2 separate regions of the Sus scrofa genome follow, and region 1 is linked to region 2. Evidence: chromatin contacts called from public HiChIP or PLAC-seq data. All regions are on one chromosome and are shown on one strand. Each heading gives the region's core, a stretch centred on a gene start, on an enhancer-like site or on the middle of the called end of the contact. The rest is flanking DNA. Distances are from core to core; before and after follow the strand shown.

What was found. HiChIP or PLAC-seq counts read pairs in DNA pulled down with a chosen protein or histone mark.
Region 1: an H3K27ac HiChIP or PLAC-seq map of alveolar macrophages shows a contact between it and region 2. The contact joins the promoter of KDM2A here to the enhancer-like site in region 2. A contact is called at or near these places in 6 of 47 Hi-C or Micro-C datasets (blood, brain, embryonic fibroblasts and 2 more) and 2 of 2 datasets of contacts at active chromatin or transcription factors (alveolar macrophages and skeletal muscle).

The regions. Positions count from the first base shown.
Region 1 is chr2:5,354,048-5,359,003 of Sscrofa11.1, reverse strand. It overlaps KDM2A (lysine demethylase 2A), which reads left to right and starts at 3,431. Exons shown (of 20, transcript NM_001160090.1): 1 at 3,431-3,522. The coding sequence starts at 3,481.
Region 2 is chr2:5,301,539-5,306,033 of Sscrofa11.1, reverse strand. All of the region lies in intron 1 of KDM2A (lysine demethylase 2A), which reads left to right. Among named protein-coding and RNA genes, the nearest start is that of KDM2A, 52 kb to the left of the region's middle. Within about 2 kb of position 1,728, at least 3 of the 83 cell types and tissues checked have an H3K27ac peak or open chromatin away from gene starts, as enhancers often do. A contact at or near this core is called in alveolar macrophages, where this site is marked.

The DNA.
Region 1 (4,956 bases), core at 2,182-4,681, 51 kb before region 2:
TTGCTCAGATGCCTCTGGCCGGGCTCCGTCGACGTCCCCAGCCCGCCGGCCCGTCGGGCAGCCTTCGAGCCGCGGGAGCCCGTTCGTGGGCAGGGCTGGCGCGGCTCGGGCGGCCGCTGCCCCGTCGCTGACCCTCGCGCGAAGCTGCGCGCACCCAGAGAAGACATCTTCCCGGCCCGGCCTCCCGCGCCCGCCGCGCCTCGGGGCGGCGGGGTCGGCCCAGGGGCTGGGGACGGCTCGCGCACCCCTCCGTGGGGGGCGCCCCGACTCGCCGGGGGCGGGGTCACGTCCCACCCGGGCCGCCGGGGGCACGGGCGCTGCGGAAAGCTCTGCGTGGCCGAGGAGCGGGGGCTTCCAGGGCCACCTCCCCGGCCGCCTCGGGCCCGCGGTGGGCGCGCCGGCCGCCGCCGCCCCCGGGCCGTCGCGGAGACCACTCCCGCGCCTGGTACCTGTGGACGCCCTTGTCAAGCGCCCGGAGCTCCCCCGGGGGAGCCGAGCCCAGGACAGACATGCTACTCCCGTTTCCTGCCCCTTCGGAGCGGCGAGGAGTGGGTGAGGCGGGGCCGGGCTGCTGCACCCAGGAGCCCCCCCAGCCGAGCGCGGACGGGCCCCGCGGCGGGGGCGCCAGGGCCTGCCCGGGGGATGGCGACCAGGCCGGCCTCGGCCCAGCGGCCGGCGCGCGAGGGGAGGGCAGCCGGCGGGAAGGCGCCTCTTCCCTGCGCCCCCTCGTCCTCGGCAGCCTGGCCGGCCGAGCCCAGCGGCCTGACCCGGGAGCCCCCGCTTTGAGGCGGGCAACGGCTGCCCTCGCCCAGGCCACCCGGCCTTCAGGTTGTGTGACTGTGACGGGCTGACTGGGGCAGAAGGCGGTTGAAGGGGGACGCGCCGCGTCTCCCCACTGCTGGGGGGGTGTTGTGCTTGGTGGGGGGTCGGGGGTCACCACCCTCCCCAGAGAGGTGGGGGAGGGCTGCCGGCGCAGCTGGCCGGCTAGGGGCGGGGTCACAGAGGCTAAGTGTGTGTTCGAGCGAGGGCGTTTGGGGGGCAGGGCGCGCGCGGAGGCGGATCCGCGGCCTGCGCGCAGGCGCGAGCAGCGGGCCCGGCCCGAGCCCTGGAAGAAGGCCGACGGGGAGCGGGGGCGGTGGGCCGGCGGGAGGGCGGGCAGGCTGACGCGAGGGGGGGCGGGGAGCCGCGTCGGCGTCGCCGGGCGCGGGCGATTCGAGGCCGACGCATCCGCGCGTGCGCGCGCCGGCAAAGTGTCCGCGTTAGAGGGGAGTGACGCGTGCGCGTTCACGTGCACCCGGGAGAGCGGTAAGAAGCCAAGGGAGACTTGAAGGGGGTGGGGGTGGAGAGGCGAGCCGGAGGAGGGGTGGGGAGGCGGCGCCTGCGCAGTACGCCGCGGAGGAGCTGTGTGTATGTGAGAGTCTGACGGGTTCAAAATGGCGGCGGCTGCTTCAGCGGCTCCTCCTGTGTGAGGGAAACAACACCCCTCCCCGGCAGCGGCGGCGGCGGCGGCGGCTGCGGCGGCTGCGGCTCGCAGAGCACCTTCCCAGCGGCTGGGCCTGTCGCCGCTCTGTCTATCCTGGGCAGGGGGCGCTTCGGGAGGAGGGGCAACGCCAGGGGGCCCATCCCCCGGAATCCCTCCTCTGCGACTGGGGAGTAGCCGGGGGCTCGTCCCGCAGCGCGGAGCCCGGGCTGAGGGGGAGACGCGAGGGGAGCCCGGGCCCCCAGCCCGGCGCGCCGCGCCGCTCCCGCCCTCTCCGCCCCCCGGGGCCGGGGCCCGCGTTCCGGGGGGCCGGGGTGGCGCGGGCAGCCTCGGGTCGGCCGGTCTCAGCTGATCGGCCGCCGCTCCCGGGCTCTGGAGGCGGCCGAGCCGCTGCTCGCCGAGGGCACGGTGAAGAGGGCGCTCCCCGCGGCCGGGGCTGGCCGGGGCTCGGGCTCGGGCTGCCGACCGCTGGCCCGGGGGAGGCGGGGGCGCCCCGGGCTCGGCGCCGAGGGGTCGCGCTCCCCTCTCCTGACGCCTCCGACTCCCGGTCTCCAAAGCCAGAAGAGGAGGTTTGATTCAGCAACTGTTTCCTCTCTTTTCCGGGTCGCTCTGACCCTCTGGATACTGGGTTGATCCACGGAAAAAACCGAAGACGACGTTTGGGATTTAATTTCTCCTCTCAGTTTTTTGGAATCTTTTACTTCTCACTTGGACAAGAACTCACGAGCAAAATCCCCGGTGAGATTCCCCCCCCCCCTTTGGAAGTTTGGTTCGCTGTGTTATCTAAAGACTTAATGTAAAGTTTCTATTTCTTTTTCCAACGGGTGAATGAACCATTGAAACGCCTTTCCCTGGGGGAACCCGGCGAGATTTGCCATTTTTTCTCTCCGGCCCAGTCCGCTCTGAAGCCTGGGCAGTCCTCGCCCGGGGGGTGCAAACACGGTTTCCCTCCCGACTTGGGGCGAGGGCTTCCTCCAGGAGGGCTCTGCCACGAACTGCACTTGAACTGTGTCATCGGGTCCTCTGGTCTTGTTGCAGTTTTGGAAGGATGCTATTAACGTGGCCATAATATAGTTACTAAAAGGGGGGAAAAAACCCTGCTTTCCCTATGGAAGCCATTATCCCTGAGAATAATTTGAAAAAAGAAAACCTTTCTTGGTATTAGGGATCGACTGTCGCGCAAACCGGTCTGTCTTTAATTTTTGAAAAAGATGTATTTTGCTAATTTCTATAGGTAAAAGTTGTTTATTTTATTACTCTAAACAGAAAGCTCTGATAAATTTTTGTTTCTGATTGGCAACTCTCTTGCGTTTGTTTCAGAGTTGTACACATCTCGTGTTGGGGTGGAGGGTTGGTTTGGGAATGAAAAGATACGAGGAGTCTGGGAAGGAAGGCGACGATTGTGTACGGATTTACCAGAAGTGTATGGGAAATTGATTTGGAGTCTAATTCTTGTTCTCTTTTTTGTATAGTTTATCTTTTCTTTTCCTTTAGCTTCTAATAGCCAATGAGAGAGAACTCATTTGGTGTGGATCTGGGTTAGTTCAGTGGCTGCTTCACCTGATCAGCTCTCTAAGAGAGAAAAATCTTGCCCCCCCCCCTTGGCTAATGCTTCCATGAAGGGGAGTCTTGCTTATTGTAATCCTGTGGGGAGAAATAAGTGGTGTAGCCCGTCTGTGAGGAACTGAAACCAACATTTTTTGCCTATAGGCCTCAGACAATTGTAATGTGATTAATGTTGATCATGACCTGCCTGGAACCACTTGCTCCAGAGCTGAGAGGTCCCAAACTAATGAAAAGGAACTAGATTTCTCAGGAAGCCTTTAATTTACACCTAATCTTAAGTATCTCATTCTGTGAAAAGAAAGCTTGAGTTTGAGGATGAGTTCTCATCTCTGCTCATATCATTATTCTTTAGTGTTGCAATCTGGTTCCTAAGGAGGAAGAGGAAGGCAGCCCTGGAGTGGTTTCTTTCTGTAATTTCAACAGAAGAGTGAGAGATGGAACCCGAAGAAGAAAGGATTCGTTACAGCCAGAGATTGGTTAGTATTTTCTTGTCATTTTTTTTTTTTTTCCAATTTTGAGGCACAGTAACTATTTTGTTTCCAGTTGTGAACACACTGTGATTAAAACTTCTCAGGTGGCTTTTCTCTGCACCAGAGGGAGGAGGGAAGGTGTATTAATATCTCTTTTGGTTTTTAGGCCAAGTAGTTAGAGCCTTAATATTCATCCTGTTTGGAAATGGATTTGTATGTAGCCTTTAACTTCTGTAGAAACCATTGTAGATCAAAGAATTTTGTGGATTACAACATGATAAGGATTTCTAATTTTGCAATACTGACATTGTAATTAATCTAGTTGATTAATTTAGATTAGAATGTAAATTTTAGGGGCAAAACTGCTTGAGAAACGTTAGTTCTTTATAACTTTTAGATTATGGTGTGCCAAGAGTCATTGCTTTGAGCTGGGGAGTAGAACTATGGATTTTTTTTTTTTTTTTTTTTTTTTTAAACGCAGATCAACTCTTACAGGGTTGAAAGTGATTGAGAAAAGGTAGAATTCTGGATGCTGACAGAGTTGTGTATTTTGTATTTTGGGAGGGATATATGAGATAAGATATATTTCATTGAAAGAAATTTTTACTTAGTAATCATTTACTTTGTGCATAGGAATACTTTGTGCTTTGGGCCCTGCTTTCCTCTCAAGGTTTCCCTATTGGAGTTTAAGAATTTGATTTCCGTTTTTCCTAGTTAAAGAGAGCTTTATTAATATTCTCACCATATGTTCATTTCAGAAATATGAATTTATGTTTGTAGAGTGGGGAATGAAGAAAGCCACAGAATTTTATATATTATGTAAAATTGGGTGAACTGAAAGACCTGGATTACTAAAGGAATTTATGGTGGTTTTATTTGGCTCTGCATTTTAGACTGAATTTAGAGGAAAAAAGAGTGATTTGCTAACCATTTTCTGATCATCTCCGGACTATTCTTTTTTCCCCTCCTTAATGTAACTGTTAAAAAGGTATGGAGTGTATATCCAGTAGGCAATATGTTCTGGCAACCCTTGGTGTCAGAGATTTGCTTCTTGTCTGTGTGTTGAGATTATAATTCTTTATCTCCAACTTTTAGAAATAAAGTGTATCGTTAGTGGACTTTTGTACATTTAGGATTTATTTTTGCTTTGACGTTTCTTGGATTTAATTTTTCTTTGGGAAAAGAAAAGAAGATCCTGCAAAACTCTTTTCCCAGTTACTCACTGCTTCATGGAATTCGTTTTTATCATGTCAAGCTGGTAGGATTGTTGAGCTCTTTCGCATATGTCTGAGACATCTTGGGATCCAGTCTTTCAAAGCAAGTTTTCACGGTTTTTTTTAACAAGGTGGGCAGGTGGTGGTAAGGAGATCCAAGGAATCTGTGACTTTTGTCCCGGTAAGATTTTTTTTTTTAATTGTAAAATGATTGCTGCTTGTTGCA
Region 2 (4,495 bases), core at 479-2,978:
CTCGTGGCATATAGAAGTTCCCAGGCTGGGGTCGAATCCCAGCTGTAGCGGATGGCCTACACCACAGCCACAGCAACGTGAGATCCGAGCTGCTTCTGCCACTTACACCACACCTCATGGCAGTGCTGGATCCTTAACCCACTAATTGAGGCCAGGAATCAAACCTGTGTCCTCATAGATCCTAGTCAGATTTGTTTCCGCTGAGCCGTGATGGGAATTCCCTGTCTTTTTTTTAATCAAAAGAGATTTAGATGTGAATAAGCTTCTTGCCAAATTCTATAGATGATTCCCTTTTTTAATGGTTTACTGTCTTGTTGGAATTAATTTGATCTACTAATGTTCTTAATAGCAGTCAATAGAAAGTGTTCCGCGTACTGTTGATATCTGCAGAAGTTGATCTTAAATTAGCCCAGAAAATATTTAAAGGCTGACCTAACTGAACTTAAAACAAAAGAAATGCAAGCTTTTCAGCCATGTCAGTTGAACAGTACACTTTCTTTGTAATATATTAAAGTGGTTGTGTAAAACTAAGTATGTCTTCCTTCATCTTTGTGCTCAGGCCTCTTATTTATTTGTTTATTTTTTGTCTTTTTCTAGGGCTGCACCCAGGGCATATGGAGGTTCCCAGGCTAGGGGTCTAATTGAAGCTGTAGCTGCTGTCCTATGCCAGAGCCACAGCAACACCAGATCCAAGCCAAGTCTGTAACCTACGCCATAGCTCATGGCAATGCTGGATCCTTAACCCCCTGAGCGAGGCCGGGGATTGAACCCCCAACCTCATGGTTCCTAGTCAGATTTGTTAACTACTGAGCCACGATGGGAATTCCATGGCCTCTTATTTTTTAAGGGCAGTTAAGTGTTAGGTCAAAGGGTAAAAACTTGGGTCCCAGATCACTCACAATAAGGCAGTGATTTCCACTGCTTTGTACTACCTTAGAGTAGTTCCCATTCAAATCCATCATGAGGTGTCATTAAATTAGCAGATTACATAAACAAAGATCATAACCATTTATTTATTTATTTGTGTATTTGTTTTCTTTTTAGGGCTGCACCCATGGCATATGGAAGTTCCCAGGCTAGGGGTCCAATCGGAGCCGTAGCTGCTGGCCTACGCCACAGCCACAACAATGCAGGATCCAAGCCACGTCCGCAACCTACACCGCAACCTACACCACCACTACGGCAATGCCAGATCCTTAACCCGCTGAGCAAGGCTAGGGATTGAACCTATGTCCTCATAGATGCTAGTCAGATTTGTTCTCTGCTGAGCCACGACGAGAACTCCACCATTTATTTTTGAAAAATGCTCTCTCTCTCTCTATCAGGAGACACCGAGTAATCCAGTAAATGAGGGGGAAGCCCCCAAAAGTTTGACGAGGTCATTGCTATAGAGGAGCAACGTAGAGTCTGTATTCATAGTCCTTGGCACTTAGTAGATGTTCAGTAGAGTTATACTGAGTGAAGAAACATTTCCTTTCCTCTTTTTTTTTGAATTTTATTATGTGTATAGTTGGACAACCATCATCACCACCTAATTTTAGAACATTTCCATTGCAAACCGCCCCCATCCCATCCCTCTCCCCCAGTCTCTCTCCTCCCTTATGTGGAGCCTTGTCAGTTGTTCTTCCTCCCGGACTTTAATAACATTTGTTATCTGTGTCCTCACGCATCCACCACATTGAATTGTCATACTGTAATTTACTTACATGTCTGTCTCCCCCTACTGGCCAGCAGTCTTCTTGAGGGCTAGGACTGAGCCTTTTTTTCTTTGTATGCAGAGCATCTGGCTGTTACTCTATATTCAGTGTCCTGAATAAGTGTTCTAATAATTTTTATAGCACAAGCACACATGCATACATGGGGAGGTGGTGGACAGTGATCCAGATCCAGTGTATGCCCCAGTGTATGATTGTGTTGGACTTTCAAAAATATGGAAAGAAGGGAAATGAGACCAACACTTGAGTTCAGCTGAATTTTAGGATGTGTATGTGTTCATTCTCCTGTGAAGAGAGCCAGGTGGAAACCTGAACTTGCTTCTTCCTTTAAAGTATGTATAAGACCTTATTAAGCTCTTATCAAGTAGGGATTTATATGGTGGAAAGATTCAAATTTAATCCATATGACTATAAATTTATAAAAAGATACCCTCAAACTTTTTTTTGAAGCAGTATCATGATACGGAGTATGAAAATCTAGTTGTTACTTGGCTTCTTATACCATTACCAGCAAAGAGGCTGTGTAATTAACTTTTCTCTCAGGTTGTCGGGTAAGATAGATCAGAATCTTAGAGAAAATTGGAGATGTAGGAATTAATCTTGGTAAAAAATCTTGGTAATTTCATTTTTTACAGAAGGTATATAATAAATGTCACCAACTACAAATAAAGTGAGTGAGAACAAATTTTAATAGCATACACAATAAGTGTACCAAAGCACTCTTTGATATAAAATGGTTTCTGCTTAGAAATAGCAATATTTTCATTTCAGCCAGAAGAGTTGACGGAGTTGTCCTGTGGTGCAGTGGGTTAAGGGTCTGGCGTTACCACTGCAGCAGCTCAGGTTTCTGCTGTGGCATGGGTTTGATCCCTGATGCGGGAACTCTCACATGCTGCAGGTGTGGCCAGAAAAAAAGGAAAGGAAACAAAACAAAACAGAATAGCTGCATGTCCAGTAAAATAATAATGTCAGTTAAAAGCTAGAGTAGGAGTCAGGAATGTTAAATAAGCAGTGACTTAGCTGGAAGTGTAGTGTACCATAGCAGATATCAGAAGCCTCCTACCCTGGGGAAAATCCTTTGCTAATCTTTTTTCTACCAGGCATGGTTTTCTGGTTTATAGACAGTCTCCTTTGTTGCCAGCAGGTCTCACCACTTTACCTCCTTTTCTCTGCCATTTCAGCTGTCTGGGGTCTCCCTTCCTCTGATAATTACTTCTGGCTGCCCCAAGCTCCTGATCTGGCTGAAGGTTCATTCTAAAATGATTTCATTTTGTGCTATAGAGTAGTGAAGACCATTGGTTCTGGAACAAAAGTGCCTGGGTTCCAGTCGCAGCTTCACTGAGTCCTAGCTTTGTAACTTGGGCCAGTTACTTCTACCCTTCCTTTTCCTTGTTTGTAAAGTAAGATAATTTTTTTTTTGTCTTTTTGCCATTTCTTTGGGCCGCTCCCGCGGCATATGGAGGTTCCCAGGCTAGGGGTCGAACTGGAGCTGTAGCCACCGGCCTACACCAGAGCCACAGCAAGGCAGGATCCGAGCCGCGTCTGTAACCTACGCCACAGCTCATGGCAACGCCGGATCGTTAACCCACTGAGCAGGGGCAGGGACCGAACCCGCAACCTCATGGTTCCTAGTCGAATTCGTTAACCACTGCGCCATGACGGGAACTCCATACAGGGATGTTGTATTTAAATGTGTTAATGCATGCAGAGTGCTTAGTACAGTTCTTGGCACATGGTAAGCGCTCAAATGTTAACTGTTGTTACTACTGTTATTTTGCCCTGGCATCACAGTTCACCTTCAGGGCAGTAGCCCTTCTGGTATCATTAAAAAAACAACTGCCGGAGTTCCCGTCGTGGCGCCGTGGTTAACGAATCCGACTAGGAACCATGAGGTTGCGGGTTCGGTCCCTGCCCTTGCTCAGTGGGTTAACGATCCAGCGTTGCCGTGAGCTGTGGTGTAGGTTGCAGACGCGGCTCGGATCCCGCGTTGCTGTGGCTCTGGCGTAGGCCAGTGGCTACAGCTCCTATTAGACCCCTAGCCTGGGAACCTCCATATGCCGAGGGAGCGGCCCAAGAAATAGCAACAACAACAACAAGACAAACAAACAAACAAACAAACAAAACTGCCTTTTCATACTTTATAAAATTTATTCATTCTCTGACTCCTTTGTATCTCTTGAGGAATAGGAATTGCATAAGCTCTCCAGAAAGAACTGCCTCTAACATCTGGTTGATTGAGATACACGGAGCTTTGTTTAGTATTGGTGTGGGGAGGGCAAGATAGGAGGAAGTTGTGGAAGTCCCTAGGAGGGCAACCTTGCCAGTCCCACCACCAGGTCTCTCTCAGAGTCGTCCTGGTTAGGACAGAGGGGGTTTTGGTCTGGAATTTAGATATTCTTTGTCCTCTATTGGTGTACATCAAACTTTATTCTCATATTGTGAAAATACATTGCTTTACTTAAACGCATACCTTGTATTGCCTTTTTTTTTTTTTTTTTTTTTTTTTTTTTGGTCTTTTTACAGCAGCACCCGTGGCATATGGAAGTTCCCAGGCTAGGGGTCAAATTGAAGCTGCAGCTACCGCCTACACCACAGCCACAGCAACAAGGGATCTGAGCTGCATCTGTGCCCTTCATCATGGCTCATGGCAACACCAGATCCTTAACTACTGAGCAGGGCCACAGATCGAATCCGCATCCTTATGGATACTAGTTGGGTTCGTTACCGTTGAGGCACAATGGGAAATCTTTTTTTTTTTTTTTAATATGGCCTTTGTTCAT